Linked DNA regions of Sus scrofa: region 2 is linked to region 1. Evidence: chromatin contacts called from public HiChIP or PLAC-seq data. All regions are on one chromosome and are shown on one strand. The core of a region is the stretch at or near the end of the contact, and the rest is flanking DNA. Distances in the headings are between cores, read along the strand shown. Region 1 overlaps EML4 (echinoderm microtubule-associated protein-like 4). Region 2 has its middle 34 kb from the start of EML4.

The links. HiChIP or PLAC-seq counts read pairs in DNA pulled down with a chosen protein or histone mark.
Region 2: a contact with region 1 is called in an H3K27ac HiChIP or PLAC-seq map of alveolar macrophages. The contact joins two enhancer-like sites. A contact is called at or near these places in 1 of 47 Hi-C or Micro-C datasets (embryonic fibroblasts) and 2 of 2 datasets of contacts at active chromatin or transcription factors (alveolar macrophages and skeletal muscle).

Annotation. Positions count from the first base shown.
Region 1 is chr3:98,026,228-98,031,814 of Sscrofa11.1, reverse strand. All of the region lies in intron 17 of EML4 (echinoderm microtubule-associated protein-like 4), which reads left to right. Among named protein-coding and RNA genes, the nearest start is that of EML4, 130 kb to the left of the region's middle. Within about 2 kb of position 2,499, at least 3 of the 83 cell types and tissues checked have an H3K27ac peak or open chromatin away from gene starts, as enhancers often do. A contact at or near this core is called in alveolar macrophages, where this site is marked.
Region 2 is chr3:98,186,606-98,192,192 of Sscrofa11.1, reverse strand. No RefSeq gene overlaps it. Among named protein-coding and RNA genes, the nearest start is that of EML4, 34 kb to the right of the region's middle. Within about 2 kb of position 2,787, at least 75 of the 83 cell types and tissues checked have an H3K27ac peak or open chromatin away from gene starts, as enhancers often do. A contact at or near this core is called in alveolar macrophages, where this site is marked.

The DNA of each region.
Region 1 (5,587 bases), core at 1,250-3,749:
TAGTACCCATGAGGATGTAGGTTCGATCCCTGGCCTCGCTCAGTCGGTTAAGGATCCGGCATTGCCGTGACCTGTGGTATAGGTCGCAGACTTGGCTTGGATCTGTTATTGCCGTGGCTGTGGCTATGGTGTAGGCTGGCAGCTATAGCTCTGATTCAACCCCTAGCCCAAGAACTTCCATATGCTGCAGGTACGGCCCTAAAAAAATAAATAATGTAAGAGTAAAAGCTACCATTTATTCAATATCTGATGACAGACCTTGTACCAAATTATTTTTATGTATTACTTTAAATCTTCACAAAAATGCAACAAATATCTCTTTTGCACAGATAGGAAACCAAGGCCCATAGAGTTGCTTGCGATTGAGCTGGGATTTGAACTCAGGTTCTGTATGATTCCAAAGCTTGTCTCTTTTTCATGAGTCCACCAGTATTCTTTAAGATGCACTTAATGGTGTTTATAGTATTACTTGGAAATACTACAAGGAAAATTTATATTTGAAGGTTAAATCACTGCTGATATAGTATTTAAAAAGAATTTACTGTGTATAAGAAGGAGTTAAAACACCAAGTAGAGTAGTAAGGGCTAGAAGGACTTGAATCATTAAGAGTCACCACTTCATTGGATGGCTCTACAATGTATACATACATGCAGAGTGCCAGTTTTTAAGGAAAAACTGATCTGATTAAATTCACTGAAATTACCTTCTAACATTTAATGAAGCTATCATTAGCAAGCTTAAAATTAAAAAATCCCTCACCGTAGCCATTTGGATTATTATCACTGACCCTAACCCTGAAAACTCACACATAGGGCAAGGAATTTTTTTTAGCTTAATGCAGCATATGTCCCAGTTGTGCATGAAGCAGAAAAGGTGACTAGCAAAATGTTTAAAGATGTCTTCATGTCTATATCTAGAAATCTTCTATGTCTTGTAATTAAGAAGTAAGCATAAGTGTGAGTAAATTATCACAGTGATAAAATCGTTTTAGAAGAGTATATTACGGAGTTCCCTTCATGGCTCAGCAGTTAGCAAACCCGACTAGCATCCATGAGGACATGGGCTCAATCCCTGGCCTTACTCAGTAGGGTTAGGGATCTGGCATTGCCATGAGCAGTGGTGTAGGTCACAGGCGCAGCTCAGATCCTGCGTTGCTGTGGCTCTGGCGTAGGGTGATGGCTACAGCTCTGACTGGACCCCTAGCCTGGGAACCTCCATATGCCTCAGGTGTGGCCCTAAAAAAAAAGACAAAAACACACACACAAAAAAAGAATATATTACTACTGTAACTTCTGAGGGAAAAAATTAAATGCATGGACCTAAGAGGACATGGTACTTCCTTGACATTGCTAATCCTCATAGTAAGGATTCTTTTTAGCAGCATTATTGAGATATCATTCATATAACCATAAAATTCACCCATTTAATGTATATTATTCAGGAGCTCCTTAGTGACTCAGCACATTATGGAATCCAGTGTTGTCACTGCTGTGGCTCAGTTCGCCTCTGTGGCACCAGTTCAATCCCTGGCTCTGGAATTTCTGTGTGCCGCAGGCAGGCGCAGCCAAAATACACACACACACACACACACACACACACACACACACACTCTTCATTAGGTTTTAGGAAGGTCACAGGATTGTGCAACTTTCATCACAAGCTAATTTCAGAACATTTTCATTAACCCAAAAAAGAAATCCTATACCCATTAGCCTTCACTCCTCCTCACCCCCACCTACTTCCAGATCTACTTTTCTGTTTCTATGGGTTTGCCAATTCCAGACATTTCATATAGAGTCATATTATACATTGTCATTTGTTTCTAATTTCTTTCACTTAATCTTTCAAAGGTTCATCCCTGTTGTACAGAATATATAAGTATTTCATCCCTATTGTCAGCAAATATTCCATTATATGAATATACCTCCTTCATCACTTGGTGACCATTTGAGTTATTTCCACTTTTTGACCACTGGGAGTAATGCTGCTGTGAGCAGTCATACATACGTTTTTGTGTAGACATATGTTTTCCACTCTCTTAGGTATATACCAAGGAGTAAAGTTGCTGATAACTCTGTGTTTAACATTTTGAAGAGCTTCCAGGTTGTTTCCCACAATAGCTACACCATTTTACAATTCCACTAGTAAAGTATGGAGGTTCCAATTTCTCCACATCCTTGTCAACACTTGTCATTGACTTTGTTTTCATTTTAGCCAACCTAGTGAAGTGCTTTTTCATTGTGTGTGTGTGTGTGTGTGTTTTCCAGCTTCCCCCTCAGCATATGGAAGTTTTCAGGCCAGGGATTGGATCTATAGCTACAACCTATGGCACAGCTGTGGCAACACTGAATCCTTAAGTGACTGTGCCGGGCCATGGATTCAACCTGCGCCCCCACAGCAACTCCAGCCACTGCAGTCGGATTCTTAACCCATTGCACTACAGCAGGAACTCCTTTGTGGTTTTGATACGTATTTCTTTGATGGCTAATGATGTTGAATGTCTTTTCCATGTGTTTACCAACCACTTGTGTAACCTCTTTAGAGAAGTGTCTACTCATATCCTGTGCCTGTCTTTGAATTGATTTGTGTTTTTATTGTTGAGTTATAAGCGTTCTTTATATATTCTGGATATAGTACCTTATCAGATATATGAGTTGCAAGTATGTTCTCTCATTCCAATGGTTGTCTTTTCCCTTTATGTTTACATTTATTTCACAAAAGCTTCAAAATTTTATATAGTCCCATTTATCTATTCTTTCTCTTGTCTCTTGGTCATAAAGATTTACCTCTGTATTTTCTTCTAAGAATTTTATAGTTTTAGCTCTTATCTTTAGGTCTGTGATTCATCTTGCATTATTAATCTTTGTATATGATGTGAGGTAGATATCCAACTTCATTCTCTTGGGTGTGAATATCCAGTCATTGAAAAGAATGTTATTCCCCAGTGCAGGATATTGACACCCTTGTTGAAAATCTGTTGACCATAAACGTATGGGTTTCTATCTGGACTCTCAGTTATAGCCCATTGATGTATATGTCTATCCTGTGCCAGTACCACAATCTTCATTATTGTAGTTTTGCAGTAAGTTTTGAAATTGGGAAGTATGAGTCCTACAACTTTTTTCTTTTTCAAGGTAGTTTAGCTATTCAGGATCCATTGATTTTCCACATGAGTTTTAAGATCAGCTTGTCAGTTTCTGCAGAGAAGCCAGCTGGCATTTTGATAAGAATTGTTTTGTTTTGTTTTGTTTTTTCCTTTATGGATCAGTTTGGGGAACGTCACTATTTTAATATGGTCTTCTAATTTATGAACAGCTCTTTATTTATTTAAATCTAGAATTTTTTCAAAGATGTTTTTTAGTTTTTAGGGTACAAATTTGCGCCTTGTTAAGTTTGTACCTAAGTATCTCTGATGCCATTTTAAATGAAATTGTTTTCTCAATTTCATTTTCAGAATATTCATTGCTAGTATATATAAATACATTGCTCTTGGATCCTGCACCTCTGAACTCATTTCTTAGTTTTAATAGTTTTTAATGGATTCCTCAGGATTTTCTACATATAAGACTATGCACCCTGTAAAACTCTTCTTTCTTTCTAATCTGAATTGTTTTTCATTTTCTTGACTGATTGTTTTGACTAGAATCTCTTGTACAGTTTTGAATAGATGTGGCAAGAGTGGTCATCCTGATCTTGTTCTCTATTTTATATGTTACTCGATTCAGTTTGTTAGGATTTTGTTGAAGATTCTTTTCATCTATATTGATAAGGGAAGTTGGTCTGTAGTTTTCTTGTTTTGTCTCTGTCTGGTTTTGGTATCAGGATAATACTGACACTTCACTAAATCTTTAAATAAAACTAATATCTCCTAAACCAAAACAAAAACTTAAAGTATACAAGTGGTGAAAAATTAGTACATAGTACATACTATTAATTGTTAGTCATTAGTTAACAAAATTTTAGAGGGTATTGAACCATTAACTGTAAACCATTTAATTAAAACTACATTCAGGCATATCACACATTTTCAAATATAATATTCTCTCATCTTTTCTTTTTTTTTGTTTTGTTTTGTTTTTGTTTTTCGGCCATGCCTGCCAGGCATCAAACCTGTGCCATAGCAGTGACCCAAGCTGCTACAGCGACAATGCTGGATCCTTAACCCACAGCACCATAAGGGAACTCCCTCTAATTTTTTTAAATTTGTGTTTTTTAAATTTGTGGAATTTAAAGTTCTTCATAAAGCTTATAATACATGTGAACTTGAACCATTGTGAATTTAAAAGTATAATCTCTGAATTATTGGTAAAATACATTCTGCTTAATGTTTCCAAGACCCCTGTTAATCATCCCTTCCCTTCCTTTTTTTCAAAACTAGTTTCTCAAAAGGCACTTAATCTTTATACTACTGCCAGGCCTCAGAGAAACACAGGCATATTTGACATCCCATTAGGTTGTCAGGTGTGTATCGGCTCAGACAGAATTCCCTAAGCAGTTTGCACAGAGCTTTTTACTCTGTTCTGGTTGGACACAGTTTTATTTCCAAACCAGTATTTAAGGAAAGATTTGGCATTGTCATTTTATAGGCTGGTAAATAGAGGTGAGATACCTTAGATCAATAGACTTGAAGTGATGATAGGTAAAATAAAAAAACAAAGGCTAAAGGTAGAAATTGTTTCAAAGGAAAAAATCCATGGAATTGAATCACTATTTAGAACATACTACATATAATCATACAGGAATGGAAAGGGGAGTGGGCAGACTGAGGTGACTTCAAAGAGAACCCCAAAGTTTCTAGTCTATAGGGATAGTGATAGCTTTGACAAGGAAGTATGGTGGGAAAATGTGCCTTTAGGTAAGTGGGTAGGTAAAGAATTTGATTTAGCTTTCGACTTGGAATCACAATACCTTAGAGCTGGAGAGACTTAAGTGATCCAGCTTTAACACATGTTTTGGGTTTTTTTTCTTTTAAATTTTTATGCAATTTTTAAAGGTTACTTTAACTTTGATGATGACTGCAACCTTGGCAAACCAGCAATGTAGCTAAAGGTACTGTTATTAGATTCTAACCTGATAGACTAGAAAGGTTCAGAACATAAGAAACGCTCCTTCTGCTCAAAGGTATATGTCAAAGACATATTCACACTAGTTAAGACTTTATTCTTTGACGTAATTAAGAGAGAAAACTTCTAATTAGAATAGCTTTTTCCCTCTGGCCCATCAGTACTCCTGAGTTCACTTCCCAGGGTATACAGTGTTTTTGAATTCCATCAGCATCAATCTTCCTGAGTTCTGCCTTGTCATAACTCTAATTCTCAGTCACTCTGAGCTCCTACAAATTACAAAGCCCTAGGTACAGTGACTGGCACAAAGAAATATGAAACATGGATGCTACCCCAAGTAGTTTATAACCTAATCAGATACTACATAAGATGGAGAGTATATCCTGTTAGTAGTTTCCTATCACTTGAATAACAGATATTAATGCTTGAAGATCAACAGAGAAACTACCATGAGCCTGAGTCAGAGAATGCTTTACAGAAGAGTTGGGATTGGTCCTACCTTGAAGAAGTTCTGAGATTTTGA
Region 2 (5,587 bases), core at 1,538-4,037, 160 kb before region 1:
CAACGCCGGATCCTTAACCCATTGAGCGAGGCCAGGGATCGAACCCGCAACCTCATGGTTCCTAGTCAGATTCGTTAACCACTGCGCCACAACGGGAACTCCACTCTGTTTAGGTTTTAATACAACCCTCCCACCATGATATTCCCACTCAACAAGATCCACCCAATCCTTGCCCTCCACCGCAGATAGTGTCGTCTGTAAGGTAAGGGTATTCCACAGCCATATGCTTCTCAAAGTCAGAGTTACTCTACTAGGAACCCCATAGTTAGGTGATTCCCAGAATAATCCATGGGAGGCTTCATTCGCCAGTACTTGTTCTCTTCAGGGTCTCCATGCCAGTGTGTAGTCAAGATACCCCTCCTTATTCCTCCTATGGTCTTTTGATCTCCTGTGAGTAACTCTTAGATCACACACACACACACACACGCACGCACACCAAAGACAAGCCATAGTCTCAGTTCATGTTAAGGAACAGAGGGCAGAATTTTCCTACACATGTTCTAAGCTTCCAACGTATTCTGCCCACCTAAATGGGGACATGCCTTACTTTTATTTTACTATAGAAAGCTGCTCCAATTCCCCCCCTTCTCAGCTCCCACCTGTAGGCTATGCCCATGGACCACCAGTACAGCAGAAATGCCGCCCATCTCAATGCCTTTCTAAACAAAAAGACCTCCACTCATTACATCATCCCCTGCTACCCAGAGAACTGGTAGAAGCTTGGTAGGTGTGCCTGTTTGATCCATTGAACCAGGGCTTCCTCCACTAACAGACTCCACTAGGACAAATATATGTGCCCCCTGTCCCCCATCCCAACTCTTAAGAGTCCCACGTGCTCAAGAGTTATGGGACTTTTCTTCCTCTAGTTATAGAAAGGATTCCCCCCCAAGGGAAAATATCTCCTTTTCATCATTTATAAATGATCCTCTTCTGCTCCCCTCCTATAGTCTTTTCCTAACAAAGAATGCACAGGCACCATTCAGGCACATACTTTTCTTTTCTTTTTTAGCTGCACCCACAGCATGTGGAGTTCCCAGGGCCAGGGACTGAATCTAAGCCACAGCTTCAACCTATGTATGCCATAGCTGCAGCAATGTTGGATCCTTAACCCATTGTACCACAGCGGGAACTCCAAGCAAATACTTTTAATTAAAGCAAATGTTAGCTCTCTGGGCACAGAGGAATTTCAGAAGGAAGAAATGTTAGCAGTAAAACCTGAGGAAGCTTGCCACTATTAGCTATATAATGCTGGTTGCAGAGTAATTACCATAATAGAAACAATAATGCATTGATTATGTGTTCACTGGGTACCAGGAACTTTACTAAATGTCTTTCTTGCGTTAGTTCGCTCGGGCTTCATCAGTGAGGATAGGGTGATTTTTACCTGCATTTTCTAGATAAGGAATTTGAGGCTAAACAATTTCACCTAACAACTGCTAGGCTATGCTTTGGCGACTGGCAGCCTATCCAGGATAGTAACTTCCATCTCTATTTCTGTTTTTAAGTGAAAATAATAAAAGAGGAAAGGAAGAAAAGACAGATTTCATGAGCAAATTTGACCACCCTGAGAATTATAGAGAGGTGAGAAGAAACCTTTCAGGTTTCAGCCAGAGACAAGAAATAATTTTAAAAGTTCAGCCAACTGAGCAACGGTAAGTTTGGAAATTTGTGGTTTCCAGTCAAAAGTGGTATAGGGACTGCTGGCAACATTGATTTTGAAAGTGTTGAGGGCTGCCACCTCCATTTAGATGCCTTTAATGAATGAGAGTCTAAAATACTCTAGAGAGAATCCCAACAGAGTCTACCAGCCAAGAATCCTTGGCTTACAAAATAATGGGGGCTGCTTCTTCCCAGTTACCATGCACAGAAGCAAAACTTGGCAGAATCAGAGACAAAGGGTTTTGATCTTGTTCCTACCATTGCTTCCACAGAAGGAAGCAAAACAAACCGCTGGGTTACCTCTACCGCCGCTCCTGAGAACCACGACCCTGCGAGCTGCTGTTTGGAAGAGAATCCCACTTTGCTCTTTGCCCGGGGAATCAGCACCCTGGACGCAGCCCCCCCCCCCCCCAAGGACCCAAGTGCAAGGTCTTTTCTCTCTCTATTCGTTTTCCTCAGAGTTCTGTTTCTTGGAGAAATTTTCCACATGTAATCAAGCTGCTACTCTGACACCATTTTCATTGAGTAACTCGTGGTGATGTCACACCAGCCAGGCACTAGGGGAAGCCCTGCTTTTATGGGTTGGCTCTTAATTTAGGAATTTTTATTTTCTGACTTTCCTCTTTTTTTTTTTCTGCTGGACTTTGGAGCAAGATGCCTGAGTGGTGAAGTGTTGCCTGCTTTTGAGCAAAGGAATTCCTGCTCGTTGAGAGGCAAATGGTTGAGTGAAGGCAAGCTGTGAGTCCTGTAATAGTATGTCTTAATTGGAGAGCTGGCAAGAGAGGAAGGATGTGTAGGCCTGGTGCGGGTGCTGTTGCTCCTGTTGGGGTTTGTGGAGCTGAGCTGAGAAGACAGGCTGGGGACAGCAGGACTTCCGGCCACCCCCTAGTGTCCCTGTCCTGTGTACCTGGGGAGCCAACGGCCCCCTCCTCCCTGGCGCCTGGGCAACCACATCTCTCCCCCATCCCCACCGTCCTTCCTCGCCTCTCAGCGGCTCTGTGCAGCGGAGCCGGCAGAGGCAGCTTGGCAAACGTCGCCTGTAAAAGCCTAATCCAAACAGCATGTCCGCTGAGCTCAGCGGGGTGACTCATGTGCAGTGACGTGTGAGGCCGGCAAGCGGAGATTAGGATCTGGCCCGCCCGCCAGCCTACCCTGCACTTCCTTTGATCAACTCTGATGGTTTTTAATTCTGCAGAAGCAGCTTCCTGCCGGCGGCAAGCGCCTCTCCGTGGAGGCTGGAGCCGTGTCTTTGCTGACCTACTTGTCAGAGTCGAGGCCGGCGTGTGCTAATGGCACGGGGACTGACACTCTGGGCTCACAGCCCACACTGAGCAAGAGGGGAGCCTCTTTCGCGGAGGTGCCCACGGTGACATCAAAAGCTTACTCCTCAGCCAACACCAGCAAGGCCATGTGTGTGAGCAGCCTGAGTTCTGAACCTGATCCTGGCCTGGGTTAGACTCACCGAGGAATAAAGAAATTGGCTCTCTCTAGGGCGGTTTTTTTTTTTCCTTATTTCTTTTTTCTTTTCTTTTTTTTTCTTTTTTTTTTTTTTTGTAAGCTGGGGCATCTTTAAGGACAGTGTCTGGCACAAAATGAAACATTCTTTGGGCTCTTCAGAAGTACTGTCTCACATCTGTTTTGCTCAAAATGGAACGAAGTATATTACTTTCTTGAACTTTTTTCCCCTACTTGAGTGGAATGTGTTTGCCTCTTGCTTATTCCAAATCCCCTCAATGACCAATGCCAAGCAGAGCCCCTGAAACAAAATTTCATTCTCTCTCTCTTCTCCTCTCATTTTTATCTTGCTCTCTCCTTTCTCTCTCTTTTCTCAGGAAGTAGAGAGTGATTAGCCACCTTGGCTGAGAGTTAGGGAGATCCTGGGCTGGGTGTGGGGCTTAAAATATCCCCAGTGCCAGGCTCTACCCCAGAAGAATTCACTTAGAGTCGTTGAGGGTAGGACCAGACATCAAGAATGTTTTAAGCTCCCCTTGTACAGGCGAAGTTGGGACTCACTGACATGTAGGCTCTCATGGCATAAGCTGTTAGCCTTAGGGATGCTTCCAGTCTCCCTGTCTCCCCCACCACCATTCAGTGAGAGCCTTCTGGAAGCCGGCATATACTCTAGCAGGTTAAGGTACAATGTTATCTAGATAGGGTAACTAGCCTACCTATTAAGAAGAATTTGTCCATCTGCTTAAAGTATTTACCATCCCACTGAGACTTAGCGCAGAGAATGAACATGAGGCACTGAAATACAGAATAGATGGGTCTTGCAGGGAGGCCATAAGGGATGGTCCAGCATACAGGACAGTGACCAACCCAGAGGGAATGTCTGGGAAGCAGGTTTGTATGTGGTGGTGATGGGCTGTGCATAGGGCTGCCAGGTAAAATAAGGAACACTAGTTAATTTGGTTTTTTGTTTGTTTGTTTGTTTGATTTTGTCTTTTTTCTAGGGCCGCACCTACAGCATATGAAGGTTTCCAGGCTAGGGGTCTAATCAGAGCTGTAGCCACCGGCCTATGCCAGAGCCACAGCAACGCCAGATCCGAGACACCTCTGTGACCTACACCACAGCTCATGGAAACGCTAGATCCTTAACCCACTGAGCGAGGCCAGGGATCAAACCAGCAACCTCATGGTTCCTAGTCGGATTCATTAACCACTGAGCCACGACAGGAACTCAGTACTAGTTAATTTTGAATTTCAAACAAATTCAAGTAGTACAATATTTGGGACCTACTTATATTAAAAAAATTGTTCATTGTTCATTTGCAATTCAAATGGAATTGAGTGTTCTACATTTTGTTTGCTAAATCTAGAAATCCTAGTTGTAGATGGCAGTCCAGAGAGGAGAATCTTGGGTATTTGAGGTAGTGGTAGGTTTCACCTGTGTGGTTATGGTCTTCCCCAGGGGCTTTGGGGAAAATGTATTGGAATTTGGCTGCCACACTGACCAGGGATTGCTGTGAGCATTGGTGGGTGTAGACCAGGATGCCAAAGATACTGCAGTGGGTGGGATAGTTCCAATGAAGAACTGTCCCATCTAAAATGCCAAGAGGGGAGTTCCTGTCGTGACTCAGTGGTTAATGAACCGGGCTAGTATCCATGAGGCCTCAGGTTCAATCCCTGGCCTCGCTTAGTGGGTTAAGGATCTGGCGTCGCCATGAGCTGTGGCATAGGCTGGCAGTTACAACTCCAATTTGACCCCTAACCTGGGAACCTCCATATGCTGCTGGTGTGGCCCTAAAAAGACAAAAGACAAAAATAAAAAAATTTAAAAAATAAAATGCAGGAGTTACCGTCGTGGCGCAGTGGTTAACAAATCCGACTAGGAACCATGAGGTTGCGGGTTTGGTCCCTGCCCTCGCTCGGAGGGTTGACGATCCGGCGTTGCCGTGAGCTGTGGTGTAGGTTGCAGACGCGGCTCGGATCCCGAGTTGCTGTGGCTCTGGCGTAGGCCGGTGGCTACAGCTCCGATTCGACCCCTGGCCTGGGAACCTCCATATGCCTCGGGAGCGGCCCAAGAAATAGCAACAACAACAACAACAAAAAAAAAGACAAAAGACAAAAAAATAAATAAATTAAAAAAATAAAAAAATAAATAAAATGCAAGAGTGCCTAGAGAGGGACCACCCCACCCTCTTCACCATTTACCAGGGACTAGCGGCCCAGAGCTTCTTCACCATTTACTGAGGACTGAAGGATCACCTTCACATAGTTGCTCCCTAAAAAGAAATGGACTGGCCACTCAGAGAAGTTCAGAAACTGTCTCTAGGAAGGAGCTAATCAGGCAAATTCCCAGGTACTTGCCCCAGTGCCTCCCATAATCCAACCAAACCATACCGCTGGTCCAAAGAAATGAACCCCTGAAACTAATTCCAAGCTTTCAAAGTTTATAATAAGCACTGCCTCCTTCAGGAATCCTTCC